Regions from separate parts of the Mus musculus genome. Here region 1 is linked to region 2. The links are chromatin contacts, called in public Hi-C maps. All regions are on one chromosome and are shown on one strand. Each heading gives the region's core, a stretch centred on a gene start, on an enhancer-like site or on the middle of the called end of the contact. The rest is flanking DNA. Distances are from core to core; before and after follow the strand shown.

Region 1 (7,726 bases), core at 3,201-5,700, 490 kb before region 2:
CAACAAAAGCAGCCATGCTCCCATATTGCCCGTGGCACGTGAAGAGAAACAGTGCCTCCGCCAAGACGGCAGGCTGAGACTCCTGGAGACAGGGGAAGGCTCTGGGAAGAAGCTGTGGGAATTCTCAGAGTCCCAGCTTGCACATGGACGACTCACCACAAATAAGAAAATTCGTGAGAAACACAAGCAGCCTCTCCCTGCAGGGATCAGCCTGTGACGCTTGCACAGTTACCACATCCGCAGCTGCCCCTTCGTTTTACCGTGAGATAGCCCGTTCACTTGGCTACCAGACGATGCCAGGCTGATATTGATGGTGTGTTTTCAAGATCGAACAGGCCTAATATGGTTGGGTGGCCATGAACTGTCTAACAATTCCCACTTTAAAAAAAAAAAAAGGACAAAGGAAACAGGAAAAAAGGACGACTGAAACACTGTGTAGGGTGTCTGGCATGCAAGAAGTGATCACAGGCGCTTTCTGTGTGTTCCGTCACCAGCTTTAACAACTTTCAGAGCAAGGAACTCTGTCTGGCTCCCGGTTAACACTGGGAAGTAACCATCCCCAAATCACAGGCACATGAGTGTTCCTTCCTCTTCTGTACACCAGGATGCTGTATTTCCAAAGACAAACTGTTCTCCACCCCACTACAGGTTATAGTGCTCCTCTCTTCTCAAGCATCTGACTCCATCCGCCTTTGCTGCTGCCTGGCCAGCATCCACCCCTCAAGCCTTTCTGGGGAAAGAGGACGGGCAATGTAAGTGCCTCAGACGTGACATTTCCAACTCTACGCTTCTCCTGGACCTGCCTCGGGACACGACTGTCAAATTCAGGCTTGATGAATGATCATGACTTTCAAGCCAAGTGTAGATGTGTGTACGTGCGTTGCATGTTTATGTACATGTGTGTGTGTGTGTGCGGTATGCATGTGTGTGCCTGTGCATGTGTGTGCATTGTGCATGCAGGTGCTTGTGCATGTGCGTGTGCACAGGCTCATGCACGCGAGTGTGCGTATGAAGACCAGAGGTCCACGTGGAATGTATTCCTCGGTCACTCCTAGTTTATTTTCTGGGACAGGGCCCCTCACTGAACCTAGAGTTCACAGATTTGATGACACTGGCTAGCCCATAAGCTTTGAGGATGCACCTAACTCCTTCCAGCGCCTCCTCCTCCTCACCCCCAACCCACAGGAGGGTCACAGGTTCATACAACCACACCTAGCTTTCTACACTCATGTTGGCAACCCTAATTCAGGCCCTTACAATTATACAGTGCTACTTTACTGTCTTAAGTTCTCTTCCCAGAGGCTCCTCAGATTAGGTTTGGATAAACCTCAGTAATGACAGCTGTTGCATGTTGCAGGGTGATGGCACACATCTGGGTCGGCTGCTCCTCTTCTGGTCACCACCAGACTGAACAAAATCCCTCCACAGGGAGGACTTGTGGAGAGATCGAAGGACATGTGAGCTCCTCTCCTCGAACCATGTCCCTCAGACAGAGTCCCCTGCTGTGATGGAGAAGAAGCAGGGTCTCCCTGAAGAAGAAGAAAAAATGTCTTAAAGGTTAGCACGGAATGGAAGCAGAGCCCATGGGTTTCCGGTATTTGGCTGCCTGCCTGCCCTGCATAGACTCAGAGTAACAGTTTGTTAGATTCAACTGAAATATTAAGCGACTCGTCCAGACTACGATGCAGCTTAGTTGGTAAGGTGCCCACCCAGGACACACAAAGTCCTGTCTCCAACCCTCAATGCCACATTAAGCAGGAGTGGTGACATACACACGTAATCCCTGAGCTTGGGAAACGGAGGCAGGGGGATCATAAACTCAAAATCACCTTCACCCATGTAGAGAGTTCAACATCAAAGCCAATCTAGGCTACATGTGACCCCTCAGAGAGAGGGGGACGGGGAGAAACAAAAGGAAAAGACGAGAAAAAGATGAGCCAATTGTCCAATTACAAATAGATTACTATGTACGTTTCAAAACAGCAATTTAGCAATTTTCGGGCATCATAGTTTACCTTAAAGCTAGTCGTTCAAGCAGCTCTTGACTTTTTAGCAAAGCATGCCCACTCTCCATTACATCAGAACTTTGCAGGCCTGTGTCTTTTCAGAATAGGCTTTCAACACCCAGGCTGCACCAGACAGACAAGCTCTGTCGAATTAGCAGCCTCCTGGGTGTTTCTTTTCCAGGACGCTGTCAGCTGAAATGGCAACTGTATTTCCATCTGTCTTTTGCTTATGGGAAAGTCGGTTGGTCTTTTTCCTTCCTTTTTGCTTATCCGATGCTAAAACTTCTATCGAAGTTGGTCTGCTATTTCGAGAATAGTGTTGGGAACTCTTTAACTCAAAAAAATCTTCTGCTGCCACCTACTGGCAAAATTGTTGCATTACATCATCATGTCCTCTACCAGGTAATTCATGGGCAGCTGAATTCCCTCCGACTGAAAGTTTCCCAAGTATGTACACAAACAGAACGGATTGGGGAGACTTCAGATGTAATTAACCCCCTTTTGTGGTATAGAGGACTGGTACCAAGGCCTTGCTCAGTCGAGGCACGTAATCTGCCACTAGCTTCGTCCCCGGTCCTTACAGTAATTTTCTTTTGCATTTTACCTTGGAGAAAACTACTGCCCATTCACAATATTTGTATAAAAACAAAAAGTGTATGCTCTCCACCTTTTTCCTTAGACCACAAAGTTGTAAAAAGCAACCATTTCCTTCAAGCCCACACTGGCTCCAGATGGGCCTTGCTTAAGCATTTCGTTCCTGTGTTAAATGTCTCGGAAATATTGTTCCATGTTTGGTAAATGTATTTTCCTTACTAAACACTCACACAAGTTTTCATAGTAATTATGAAACTAAGGGGTTTTTTTTCTACTCGGAATATTTACTTATTCCTGATAAGAACACTAATTCAACGTATATTAACTGGTCCGCTAGTTTACTCTCTCAATACTGAACCATCTGGATCTTGCCTTGCCCACAGAGTTTATAGCTTAGGAAAGAGAATGCAAAGCCCAAACAAGAAAGTACATTCGGCCGGGCGTGGTGGTGCACGCCTTTAATCCCAGCACTTGGGAGGCACAGGCAGGCGGATTTCTGAGTTCAAGGCCAGCCTGGTCTACAAAGTGAGTTCCAGGACAGCCAGGGCTACAGAGAAACCCTGTCTCGAAGAAAATTTAAAAAATAAATAAATAAATAAAAAGAAAGTACATTCGATGGTGGAAATAGAGAGCCAGGGAACTCCAGAGTGGAAGTGCCTAACATAGCTCATACTTCTAACAGTAAATGCTAAACACACATGGTTTTCACACTGAAGATCAGTATTTCCCTAGCTGAGGACTTCTGCTTACCAATGTCAGCTAGGCTTCCACGGCAAGACCGCGCTCAGGGTCCACCCATTTCTGCTCCCTAATGCTGTAGTAACAAGCATGCAGCCATGCCTGGCTATTCACACAGGTACTGCGGATTCATACTCAAATCTTCGTGGTGGCGAAGGAAGCAGTCTTGCCCACCATCTCCCCCAGACCCAGCATCAGCATTAATACTGTCCAAATGACCTTCAATCAGTGAGGCATGGGGACTGGTAAATAAATGACGTTGCTTTTTTAACACACATTCACACACACACACTCATTCTCATACACAAACACACATACACACACTCTCACACACACTCACACACTCATTCACACACACACTGCCCCTGCAATAAATGACTCTGAGGTATATTCTAGTTGGGCTTTTAGAATGTTCCCCAAGGTGTGTAACAGAACTTTGTGATTTGAAAAAGTTTAATAAATGGCATCTATCTTTCCCACAAATTGTCCTGAATCACACGTAGCAGTGACCAAGGTGAGCCTGTGAAAAACGGGACCTGCCAATTATATTTACGGGGAAATTGCCAGCTTCCAGAAGACAGGCTTCCTCGGGGAAGAAAGCAGCGACTGAGCCACACTGTCTCAGTGACTCCTACATGTGAGTGATATTCCCCCTGAAAGGAACAAGGAAGGGGCATTGAAGGGCCAGACAGAGGAGCGCCATCTGCTGGTGAGATAAGCCCGCTACAGCAGGAAACAGCGCCCCCACCCTATCGCGTGTCAACCCTCCGCTCAGCGAGCTGTGTTTTCCTAGGTCAGTAACTCCCCAACACCACACTCGATATAATAAATTGTTTTTAAAATTTTAATCTCTGTGTTCTCAGTACTCAACCCCAGATGACACTGGTCCCCAGTGAAGACCACAGTAATCAATAGTATGAGTAACGGCCATTAAATCGATATTCTGTTTGTCATTAATAGATTTTTAACCACATAATTCCTGCCTATAAAATAGGAACGGTGTTTGTTCTGATTTTCATTGTAAACATTTATTGAACCCTTGCTCTGTGATAAACTATTGCATATTTATTTAATGCTCACAAAGGTCTGTATTCCCCCTAATTACTCAGATGGCGAAACAGAGGCCTCTAAAGGTCAAGGAGTTTGATAGAAGTCACTCCACTAATAAAAGTGACATCAGAACTAGGCCTGGTTAATCGCAAGTCGAAACCCATCCTCCATCGGTGCACTGCCAATCCATCCCTCCCAATCATTAAACTGAACGTATGTTTTAAAGATAACGCATTTGGTTTTGCTTTAAATTGCTTTAGAATTGCCAACAGGACAACGAGCTTCAAAACTAGCACTGAATGATGCAAATCGATTTGAATATTCTTCTTTGAGATAAATTGGCCTTCAGGCACACCGACCAGACTCTGCTTTGTACAAAAGACGGAAGCAAATAATGATGGTGATAAGCACACAGAAGAAAATGACCCGTATTTTTGGACAAGTCGTTGCTAAGTATCTTCTGATCTGAAATCAATCCAAATCGTTCCCCTGAGTCTGGAGGCTCCTTATCCTCTGTCAATGAGGTTTGCTACGTCAGTGGCTTCAGAGTTCAAAGCTCCAGCTATGAAAGACACACCCTTTCCTGTAAATGCTCTAAGCAAAGTGTGTGTGTGGTCTGTGACGCAATCCCAGCTCCATAATACTGCGTACTATGGAACTATGACTATATCTCCCGTCTTTAAACACACAGAAGTCAAGGGCAGGTTCCTTGACCCTACAGCAATACTTGTTGGGTACTTGAGTCTCAAATTGCTGATTCTTTGAAACAACAAATCAGACGAGGGAACCTCTTGTAAACCTTTGACCCAATAAAGCAAGACTCCTTCAGGAATCTTTTGGGGATTTTTCAACGATATGTTGTCATATGAACTCGAAACACATTTATCCAAACAAATTGACTTTATTGTCATTTTTTTCTTTTTTTAAAGATTTATTTATTTTATCCCCCCCCCCCGTGTGTGTGTGTGTGTGTGTGTGTGTGTGTGTGTGTGTGTGTTGCCTGCACATATTGGTATGTACCTGTTGCCTGAAGAGGAGAGAAGTGTGCTCTAGAACTGATGACAGACTGTGGGGAGCTGTCATGTGGGCGCTAGGAATCAAACCCCAGTCCTCTGCAAGAGCAGCCAGTGCTCTTTGACTGTGAAGCCATCACTCCCACCCCAAGAGTTTTCCTTAGTGGACCCGGATTCGAGGACCAGGAATGGATGCTGTATTGGACCCCTGGGGAACACACAGCATCTTGAAAACCCAGACTCCTGTTGAGTAGCTCACTGCGCCTTTGAGTCCTCTCCTCGGTGGCAGCGGCGGGAGGGGGGGGGGTGGGGGGGGTGAGCTCTTGTGTTGCCCTCAGGAAAACAATGGAAGATAGGATCTTTCAGAACAGCGTGCCTGGGGAAAAGCTGGGCCTTTGGAACAAAGCAGGACGGGTTACTCTTTAAAGGTTTCACACTTTCCCAGCAAATATTCTCACTACAACCACTCCTCCTGGGGTAACATAGCCTACCCTGTTTCCTGTCCCCCCAATCACGGGGGATAGGCGCTGGGTGACCATGGAGTCCTACTCACCCAACTGCATGACTAACCTGTGACCCAGTGAGGCCAGAGTCTTTAAGCTTTTTCTCTATATAGCTGAGTCACAACATGAAAACGCTATTTGATTTGAAATTGTGGTTTGGGGCAACAATCTATCTTCCTGATGGGTGTATAAAGCCAGCTGGAAATAATGAAGAGATTGCAGGTTCTAATGAACCTCGGGTCTACCCTGGATCTGCCTTCCAAGGATCTAGTTCCCACCGCAATGCCTTCACTTCCATGGGATCTGTTGAATCCAGCTGAAATGGGTTCTGTTTCCAAGTTTTAAAAACTTACTTCTAGCAAGTTAAGTTGAACTCAATGTAGTCACGATGCTACACGTAAAGTCCACAAGATGGCGCTCTCCTCAAGCTTTCGTTCCATGGCTTCCCAACCAGCCATTCTAGCTGATAGCCACATTCACAAATCATAATCAGTTGAAAACTCTCAATGGTTCCGAATGCACTCCAATGGTTACAGCTGTGCCGAGTAGGGCACCCTGCATGGAGTGCTTAAAACCAAGCAGGTGTGGAAAGCTATAGTGTGGCCATCTCTTTCAGGACAACATCAACCTGCAATGGGTTTAGGAGATTTTGTATGAAATGCTCTGCGACAGCTGAGATCACAGAGCCCTATAACCCACCCATCCACTAGCCTGATTAGCCTTCAGGGCCAAAGAGCTTTACTGTAAGGTTGTTACCTACCGGGATATCACAAGTCTGTGTCCCTATCTCAGCCCAGATTTAGTGCACTGGTGAGTTGGAGAAGTCTTCTGCCTACAACTTCCGGTTCCGGCTTACTGCACAAATAACACTGTCTTTTCATGAGGTTTTTGGGTTTGTTTGTTTTTTTTAAGATTTACTTATTTTATGTATATGAGTGCTCTATCTTCGTGTATGCCTGCATGCTGGATGACAGGATTAGATCCCAGATGGTTGTGAGCCACCAGGTGGTTGCTGGGAATTGAACTCAGGACCACTGAAAGAACAGATAGTGCTCTTAACTGCTGAGCCATCTCTCCAGCCCCTTTAAATGAGGTTTTAATGGGTGTTTTGAAAATGGAAGGGCTTGACCTCTTGGATAAAATATAAGGTTCCTATCACCATAATAAAAATTCTGTACACTCTATTAAAACTTCCCTACTTGGCAGGGTGTCAGTAGCACACAACTTTAATTGAAGTGCTCAGGAGGCAGGCGGATCTCTCTGAGTTCAAGGCCAGCCTGGTCTACAGAGTTAGTTCCAGCCAGGGATGCACAGAGAAACCCTGTCTCAAAATATAGATAAATTAGATTAGATAGATAGGATAGAGAGAGAGAGAGAGAGAGAGATGATAGATTGATAGATAGATAGATGATAGATAGATAGATAGATAGAATGATAGATTGATTGATAGATAATAGATAGAATGATAGGTAGGTAGGTAGAATAATAGATGAAGATAGAAAGATAGAGAGAATGATAGATAAGATAGAATGATAGATAGATAATAGAATGATATATGTAAATAGATAGAAAGAGATAGAATGATAGATAGATAGATAGATAGATAGATAGGATGATAGATAGAATGATATAGAGATAGATGGATAGATAGATAGATAGATAGATAGAATGATAGATAGAATGATATAGAGATAGATGGATAGATAGATAGATAGATAGATAGATAGATAGATAGATAGATAATCCTTCTTGGCTTGTTGATCTCTTGGGAGAGAATAAAATCACTATCACAATTTTTAAACCAAATTAAACACTTGCCAAG
Region 2 (7,744 bases), core at 383-2,882:
CAACAGAGGCCCCCCTGCCTTTTTCTCCTGAGTGCTGGGATTAAAGGTGTGCACAACTATGCCTGGTGTCAACACAATGCACCTCCCCCTTCCCAAAGCTACTCCAAGTGGGCCTGTCAGTCACCTGAGGAGAAACAAAAAACCCACAAAACACACACACACACACAACAACCCATCAAAACCAAACCAACTGTTTGTTCTAGAGACATTTGAGTTTTAAACCCTTTCTAAGGATATAGGCTGGCACCATGAATCTCCTTGGCCTGTGTCTATTTTTGCCCCTTGTTTTTAATTTATGTGTATGAGTACACCACTGCTCTCTTCATACACACAAGAGGACATCAGATCCCATTATAGATGGTTGTGAGCCACCATGTGGTTGCTGGGAATTAAACTCAGGAGCTCTGGAAGAACAGTTGGTGCTCTTAACCGCTGAGCCATCTCTCCAGCCCCATTCTTGCTCCTTGTGAGCAGGCTTTTATGCCAACAGTCTTTTTGGCCATTGTTTCTCTCTCCTTTGGGTTCCTTCACTTTCCAGTACTAAAGCCCATTTATCTTCAACAGTGCTCTCTTGTGTGCCTCATCTGAATTATTTCATTGACAATCACAAGAAATGAAGAGCTCAGGTGAGTTCAGATGGAGAGCCAAACAAAGGTCTAGAAGTTGCAGGTCCAGAGCCAAATTATCTTGTGCTATCTTTAGGAAGAGCCAAGAACGATATTCATCCAAAGCAGCACACAGCTCTGGTCTAACACACATCTCCCGACTAGTACGGAGAAGCTTGGGATTTTCAGGGGGTTGGGGGTGGCGAATGAAAACTGATTCAAGAAGGAAAAGCTAACGTTTGGCACTTAGGATGGTACTCGAATCACGTGTGAATTTATTGTTATTCAACAAACCCTTGACATTGTAAGAAAATGCGACCACGTCTCACGCGTAGTGCAGGGCTGGGTCTGCGAAGGCTGATGCACCAAGATCCCAAGTGTGAGGCCAGCTTGAACTACACGTGTTTTCTCGGGTCAGGCTGATATAAAAGGAAGAGAGCACCCCACAAACCAACCAAAAAGGTTCTCCTTGGGAGCTAGTGTTTAAGTAGGGATTGATTTCGCCTACTTTTCTCCTCAGTATGCCTTCAGCATGGTATGACTGACTCTCACCAACACCTCAGAAAGGCTGAGATGACTGGTGCTCACCAAGTCAGACGCCCAATAAACGGCAAAAAGAAAGCATTCTGAGTAACGTCCCTCAAGCCGGAAGGCAAATGCGGAGCACCAGCCAGGTCCGGTTGCACATGTCTGGCGACGCTAGCCGATGTGCCGCCGCCCCACCTTTGCAGTCCCATAGCAGTGCCTGGGCTCGGCGGCTGCGATCGCCCACACAGCCGGAGGACAGGTCGAGACACTCCACTAGCAGTCCCCAAGGCTGCGGTCCCCTGGACAGCAACTTCCGGCTATCCTACTCTGTCGAAGTCCCTTTTCTGGGCTCCCGCGAGAGCTCGAGTCGCGGTAAACTCTGTTCCGCATGAGGACTGGGCGGCTTGACCGGAAGGGCGGGCTTTGGACATGTAGCCAATCACATACCATGCTATGTCGAAGCAGCCAATCGGAGAGGCCTGGCGCCTTTAAGGGCCTCCGTGGGCACGTTCTCGCTTCCATTCGGTCCTCCTTTTGTTAACGCTCTGGCATCATGTCTACGCCAGCTCCCGCGCAATCCGGCGCCATCGCGCTTTGGGCGAGCATGGCCATGGGGAGTAGAGAGGTGGAAACCGAGCTGACGCCTGCCTGACCCTGGCGATGGTGGCGCGCGCCGGGAAGGACTGATTGGAGAATGGCGCCAAATGGGTAGGAACAGGTCGTGATGTCCGCCGAATGTTGTGTAGCAGGCGGGACAAAAGAGCGATCTCAGGCCTCATCTCGTCTCTTTTGTAGGTCACGGATGGCGAGGGGGCACAGGAGCTCTCGATGTGACCTGGCGCTGTGGATGTGATGCACAGCAGCTTGAGTGGGACTGCTCCGCTGTCCTCATGAGAGAACGCTTTTTCTGAAGATGGGAGGTGGCTAATGAAAGAAGGTGAGGTCTCTCGGGCCCTTGCTGTCTCCAGTGCGATGGGAACTGCACGGGTACGGAAACTTAGGGCCCACAGAACTTTGTTTGAGTTTGGGAATAGGGCATCGAGGGTGGATAGCTTTCAGGACTAGGCGATTTTATTGGAGCCCAGTGATTAAAACCTTTGACTTCTTTGTATCCTTCAAATGATACAAAATTCAATTCCAACAAGTTTTTTTTACCTCCTATTTTACTGAGAATTGAAGTCATCAAGGAATTAATTTATTCATGTTTTTCCATTATATATGCTTTTATCTTATTTGGATGAAATCAACATTTTGCTGGGTTTTTCCTTTTATTTTTATTTTTTTAAATAAAACGCAGCCCATGAACTTCTGGGGAATCGGGTGCTATGGTACAAGTGTTTGCTTGACTGTCAAGAATACAAGGCTGTGTGTTTATCCTTAGGTGAGGTTTTTCACAATTGGCAGTGAGTTAAGTGAAGTTCAGTCTGGTCTCATGTAATCAGCTCTCAGCACATCGGGGTTTTTATCTTGCAGTGCTGGGACTCAAGCCCAGGATTTGTGCATGATTTCAGTCACTGCATCACCAACCTACGCTTGCCTTTAGAACAGATACAATTTTATCTTACTGAGCTGGGCTTGTCTCCTAGAGTCCGTTTTCAACCTGGGGGTGATCTTTCTGAATGGGTCTCCCATGAAGCTGGGAGTAAAGGTTCAGGCCAGTTTTAGAGTAGAGGTCTAACCCCACCCTGTAAAAACATTCATTTTGTTTTTTTAGACAGGTCTCATGTAACCCGGGCTAGATTAGACTTGCTGTGTAGCTTGGCATGACTGTTCTATTGATCATCTTGCCTCCACCTCCCCAGTGGTGTGTGTTCCTGCCAAGCCCAGTTAATGTGCTGAAGGTTGAACCTTAGGGCTCTGGGAACACTAGGCTTTACCAGCTGCACCCTATCTCTTCTCCAAAGAAACTCCATTCACATTAGCTGTCCCTTTGTCCCCCAGTCCCTAGGAGCACCTGTACCTGTAGATTGCCTGTTCTGTATGATTCACATAGATGGGATAATAGACTAGTGCATCGGAGTTTTTTCTTTAGTACATAGGATTTTTGTGGCTGGCTTTTCTCCTACAGAATAATGGTAAGAGGTCATCCTTATTGCCAGCAGCGGTGGCAGTGTGTGCCTTTAATCCCTGCAGAGGCAGCAGATTAAAGGGCAGAGCACTTGCCAGCCTGCTCTACAGAGTGAGTGAGTTCTTGGACAGCCAGTCAGTGCTACACAAAGAAACGCACAGGTAAAACAGCTATGCCGAAAAATAAAAATTTTCAAAAAGTATCAAGGTTATGATTGGAGAAAATTTTGTGAAGTGAATAGTACCCGAAGAATACTTTGGTTTTCCAACATTGTTAACATAGTAAAAGAACATGAGGTACTAAGTGCCACGACACTACCGGAGAAGCAGGAATCCTAGGCTGTGAAGACACAGCATGAGTACAGCAACTCTTACAGGAAGCCATCATGCTGGGGCTGGCTTACAGTTGTAGGGGTTGGTCCGTTGTGCTGGGGCTGGCTTACCGTTGTACGGGTCAGTCCTATATGCTGGGACAGCCAGGCAGGAAGGCATGGTGCTGGCACCGTTGCTTCACATCCTGCTTTGCCAGCAGAGAGCAAGACTCACTGCATGGGCTTTTGGTTTCCAACAAGGCCACACCTCCTAATCCTTCCCGGACAGCTCACCTGGGGACAGATCATGCGAATACATGAGGGGCCATGTCAGACCACCACACGGGCTAAGTGGTTTCAGAAACATAATCTGCTGAGATTCTCACAAAAGGGGGTGCTGCAGCTGAGGAGAAAGCCTGGGAGCATCTCAGTGAGATGCCTGTTTAATTGGGTGCCTGCTGCTGAGGGTCTCCTAGGAGAGATGCAGGGGTCCTGAGAGTCCCTCTGACAAGCCCTGTGGCTATACTGCTCTGAATTCTGGTAATGTGATACATTGTAATACTGACAGATGGGGGACTGCAAAAGGCATTTACTTAAATGTCATAGACCTTTAACTAAAACAGCAACGTTAAGAGACATTAGAGAACTTGGTGGGCATGGAGTGCTCTGAGCTCTTTGCTGTTTCCGCTAGTGGCTGCATATCCGATGATTAAACTCTTCACTGCTGTTCACATACTGAGCCGTTGTGATTATTGAGGAACTAATGAGGATATGCAAGCTTTCCTAAAGGAGATGCGGCAGCCACAGGCCTCAGCCCCTGGCACACGATTTAAAATACAATCTTTTTTCAGGAATTGTGTTCTCGGTGATGCCTGGAAGAGATGCGTGACGTTGGAAGATGATTACGAAATACAGGAAAGGTAGAGTCATTTGTTTTGTATATATTAAATATTCTGAGTGATACAGTCTGGGAAAGATTATGAAGTAAAGACTGGAATCCTAAAGGCTTTGGTGAAATCTTAATTACCTATTTTCGGGGTGGCAGAGAACTTTTATTTAGACAATCATTGTGTCCTTGTTGGTGTGGAGGTCAGAGGACGACTTGGAAGTTTCTCCAACCCAGGCCTCCTGTCTTAACGACAGGCCTTTGTGTGTGTGGGTGTTTTGTCTGCACCGTGTGCATACATGGTGCCTGAGAAGGCTGTAAGGGGGCATCAGATCCCCTGCCACTGCAGTTGGAGAGTGAAGCTGCCATGTGTGTGCTATGAATCGGACCCCAGTCCTCTTAACTCTTAAGCAGTCTGTCTTAGTCAGGGTTTCTATTCCTGGACAAACATCATGACCAAGAAGCAAGTTGGGAAGGAAAGGGTTTATTCGGCTTACACTTTTCCACATTGCTGTTCATCACCAAAGGAAGTCAGGACTGGAACTCAAGCAGGTCAGAAAGCAGGAGCTGATGCAGAGACCATGGAGGGATATTACTCACTGGCTTGCTCAGCCTGCTCTCTTATAGAACCAAGACTACCAGCCCAGAGATGGTCCCACCCACAAGGGGCCTCTCCCCCTTGATCACTGATTGAGAAAATGCTTTACAGCTGGATCTCATGGAGGCATTTCCTCAACTGAAGCTCCTTCACCAATAGCCTCTCATAGGCTCTCTTTATGGTGCCAAGCCTCAACCCCTTTGCATGACCCCTTCAGTCCTGGGCCATCAATTGCAACTGAGGCTGCACCTTCACCAATGGCCTTCCATGGCCTCTCACAGTGCCGAGCCTTAGGTGCTCTGCGTGACCCCTTCATGCCTTCAAAACCAGTACCACCTGGGTGACTCTTACATATTACCAAGTCCAGCCACAGCACAAGGTACAACCTTGGCTATCTCTGGAACACAGCCTCTGTGCTCTCAGAAAACCCTTCCCAGAAGATTTCACCTCAGTGATGCTGGTCTCTTCTTAATCACCGCTAATTTCTTAGCTCCAGTTAACCAGCATCAATAGTTCCAGTAATGCAAAGGTTTAACTTTAGTAGTTCTTGTATCTTGTTAATCACAGCTGATTCTTCAGAACCACAGAACCTTCACAATCCAAAATAGCAGTGGCCCTGAAAAAAGTCTTTAATTTTACCTCTGAAGTTTCACAAGCCAGGCCTCCATTTTTCTGCAATGTTCTCAACATTATCTTCCAAGCTCCTACACAACATCTCACAGAGCTCTTAACAGCGAATGGATCTTCTGGCCCAAAGTTCCAAAGTCCTTCCACAGTCCTCCCCAAAACATGGTCAGGTTGTCATAGGAATACCCCACTTCCGGTACCAATTTCTGTCTTAGGGTTTCTATTCCTGCACAAACATGACCAAGAAGTAAGTTGGGAAGGGAAGGGTTTATTCAGCTTACACTTCCGCATTGCTGTTCATCACCAAGGAAGTCAGGACTGGAACTCAAGCAGGTCAGAAAGCAGGAGCTGATGCAGAAAGCTATAGAGGGATGTTCCTTACTGGCTGGCTTCCCCTGGCTTGCTCAGCCTGCTCTCTGACTAAGACTACCAGCCAAGACTACCAGTCCAGAGATGGTTCCACCCACAAGGGGTCCTTCCCCCTTGATCACTGATTGAGAAAATGCCTTACAGCTGGATCTCATGGGGGCATTTCCTCAACTGAAGCTCCTTTCTCTGTGATAACTCCAGCTGTGTCAAGTTGACACAAAGCTAGCCAGTACACAGTCTCTACAGCAAATCCCTCTGAGTTTCAGAGATGCCAGGCATTTTGCTGTAGTTTGAGCTTTTATTTTCCACAGTTGTTTCTCACAGTGGCCCTGTGGGCAGAACAGTCAACTCTACTGTAGGGTTAGCGCTGTGCCTCTTGAGCATCTGACTATTATCAGATTCTTTGCTAGTTCTCTCAGCACCGTTAATGATGTGCCCTACTGTAACTCATTCACAAGGTTCCTGTTTTAAAGATTCCATCCTTTGCCTCATAGCTAGTATCTTGGAGGTTGACTATCAGCTGGCTTCTTTAAAGTGTCCATTTCACATTTATGATTTGGATTCAGTATTTGAATCCAGGACTGAGTATAAGAGCATGCATGTCCAAGTAAGTGGTTCCTTCTTAAAAACTGTTTCTGTGTATGGGTGTTAATGCCGATGTGTGTCTGCACCCAATTCATGCCCAGAAGAGGGACTTAGGTCCTCTGGAACTGAGTCAGCAGGGCTGTGAGCCATGTGGCTGCTCGGGGCAGCTAGTTCTCAGAACTATTGAGCTAGCTCTCCAGCCTAGTGGGGTGTTCTCCCAACCCCAACTTTGGCTTTTCAAGGCAGTCTGCATATTCCTGGCTGTCCTGGACCTCACTATGTAGACCAGGCAGGCCTCCAATTCACACATCTTTCTTGAGGTACTCGATTTTTTTCTTGCCTATGTTTGCATATAGTTTATGTATGTGGAAAGTTCCTGGGGCATTTAAAGTGTTTGTAGTCAGGATGTGTTGGTTGTTTTCCTGGAACATTTCTACTTAATTATGGAGGTAATTGAAACAGCTGGTGGAACTATAATAAAATTAGGTATCCCCATGCCTAGTACTTTTTGGAGTGGGACTGTGGTCAAATACTTAACATTACTGAAGTATGTTTACATCTCCTCCCAAAGCTTGGTTGCAGAGTGTGATAAGCATAGATTTACACAGTACTTGTCCCCTTGGTGGTGCTTCTTTGCCCCTTTGTGGGCATTGGCTTCTCTTCATGAGCAGGATTGACTATCAGGAAGTCAGAATGCTGATACTCTGCGGGACGTGGGTGTGTGGGAAAGAGGGGAGTGGGAGAGAATCTGTCCTGCCAGAGTTCCGGTGCTCTGGGCAGTCAGACGTGGGAGGATTGCTGGTCACTCTCCATGTGGCTCTGGGTTGGCATCTGGCTTTGTGAAGCCGCTGACCCCACACGGCAGGGAGTGGACAAGAACCTGGTACCAGGTTCTCAGTCTCCGAGAGAGAGAGACAGAGACAGACACTGACCATGGCCAAGAAGAGAGAAGGGGGAAGGGAAAGAGAGTTAGTAAGAAAGGTGAAGGCTGAGAGAGAGGAGAGAGAGAGAGAGAGAGAGAGAGAGAGAGGTAAAAGCTTAGAGAGGTGGGAAGGGAAAGAAAGAAGGAGCTAGAGAGTAAGAAAGGTGAAAGCTTAAGAGAGCAAGGAGGGGCTAAACAGCCCCTCTTATGGTGGGCTGCTTATCTTGCTTTTGCTAGGTAATTGGA

What was found. A called contact is a pair of places that touch in the nucleus more often than the background predicts.
Region 1: a contact with region 2 is called in a Hi-C map of CD4 T cells, with 4 times the contacts expected there. The contact joins the enhancer-like site here to the promoter of 5430416N02Rik in region 2. A contact is called at or near these places in 3 of 39 promoter capture datasets (the C10 cell line and pre-B cells), 1 of 484 Hi-C or Micro-C datasets (CD4 T cells) and 1 of 115 datasets of contacts at active chromatin or transcription factors (bone marrow-derived macrophages).

Annotation. Positions count from the first base shown.
Region 1 is chr5:100,913,900-100,921,625 of GRCm38.p6, reverse strand. Gm36740 (a long non-coding RNA gene) reads right to left here. Exons shown (of 3, transcript XR_389418.1): 2 at 1,279-1,529; 3 at 457-730. Among named protein-coding and RNA genes, the nearest start is that of Gm36793, 4.1 kb to the right of the region's middle. Within about 2 kb of position 4,450, at least 16 of the 459 cell types and tissues checked have an H3K27ac peak or open chromatin away from gene starts, as enhancers often do.
Region 2 is chr5:100,423,423-100,431,166 of GRCm38.p6, reverse strand. It overlaps 5430416N02Rik (RIKEN cDNA 5430416N02 gene), which reads left to right and starts at 1,632. Exons shown (of 5, transcript NR_034038.1): 1 at 1,632-1,841; 2 at 1,929-2,070; 3 at 4,363-4,431.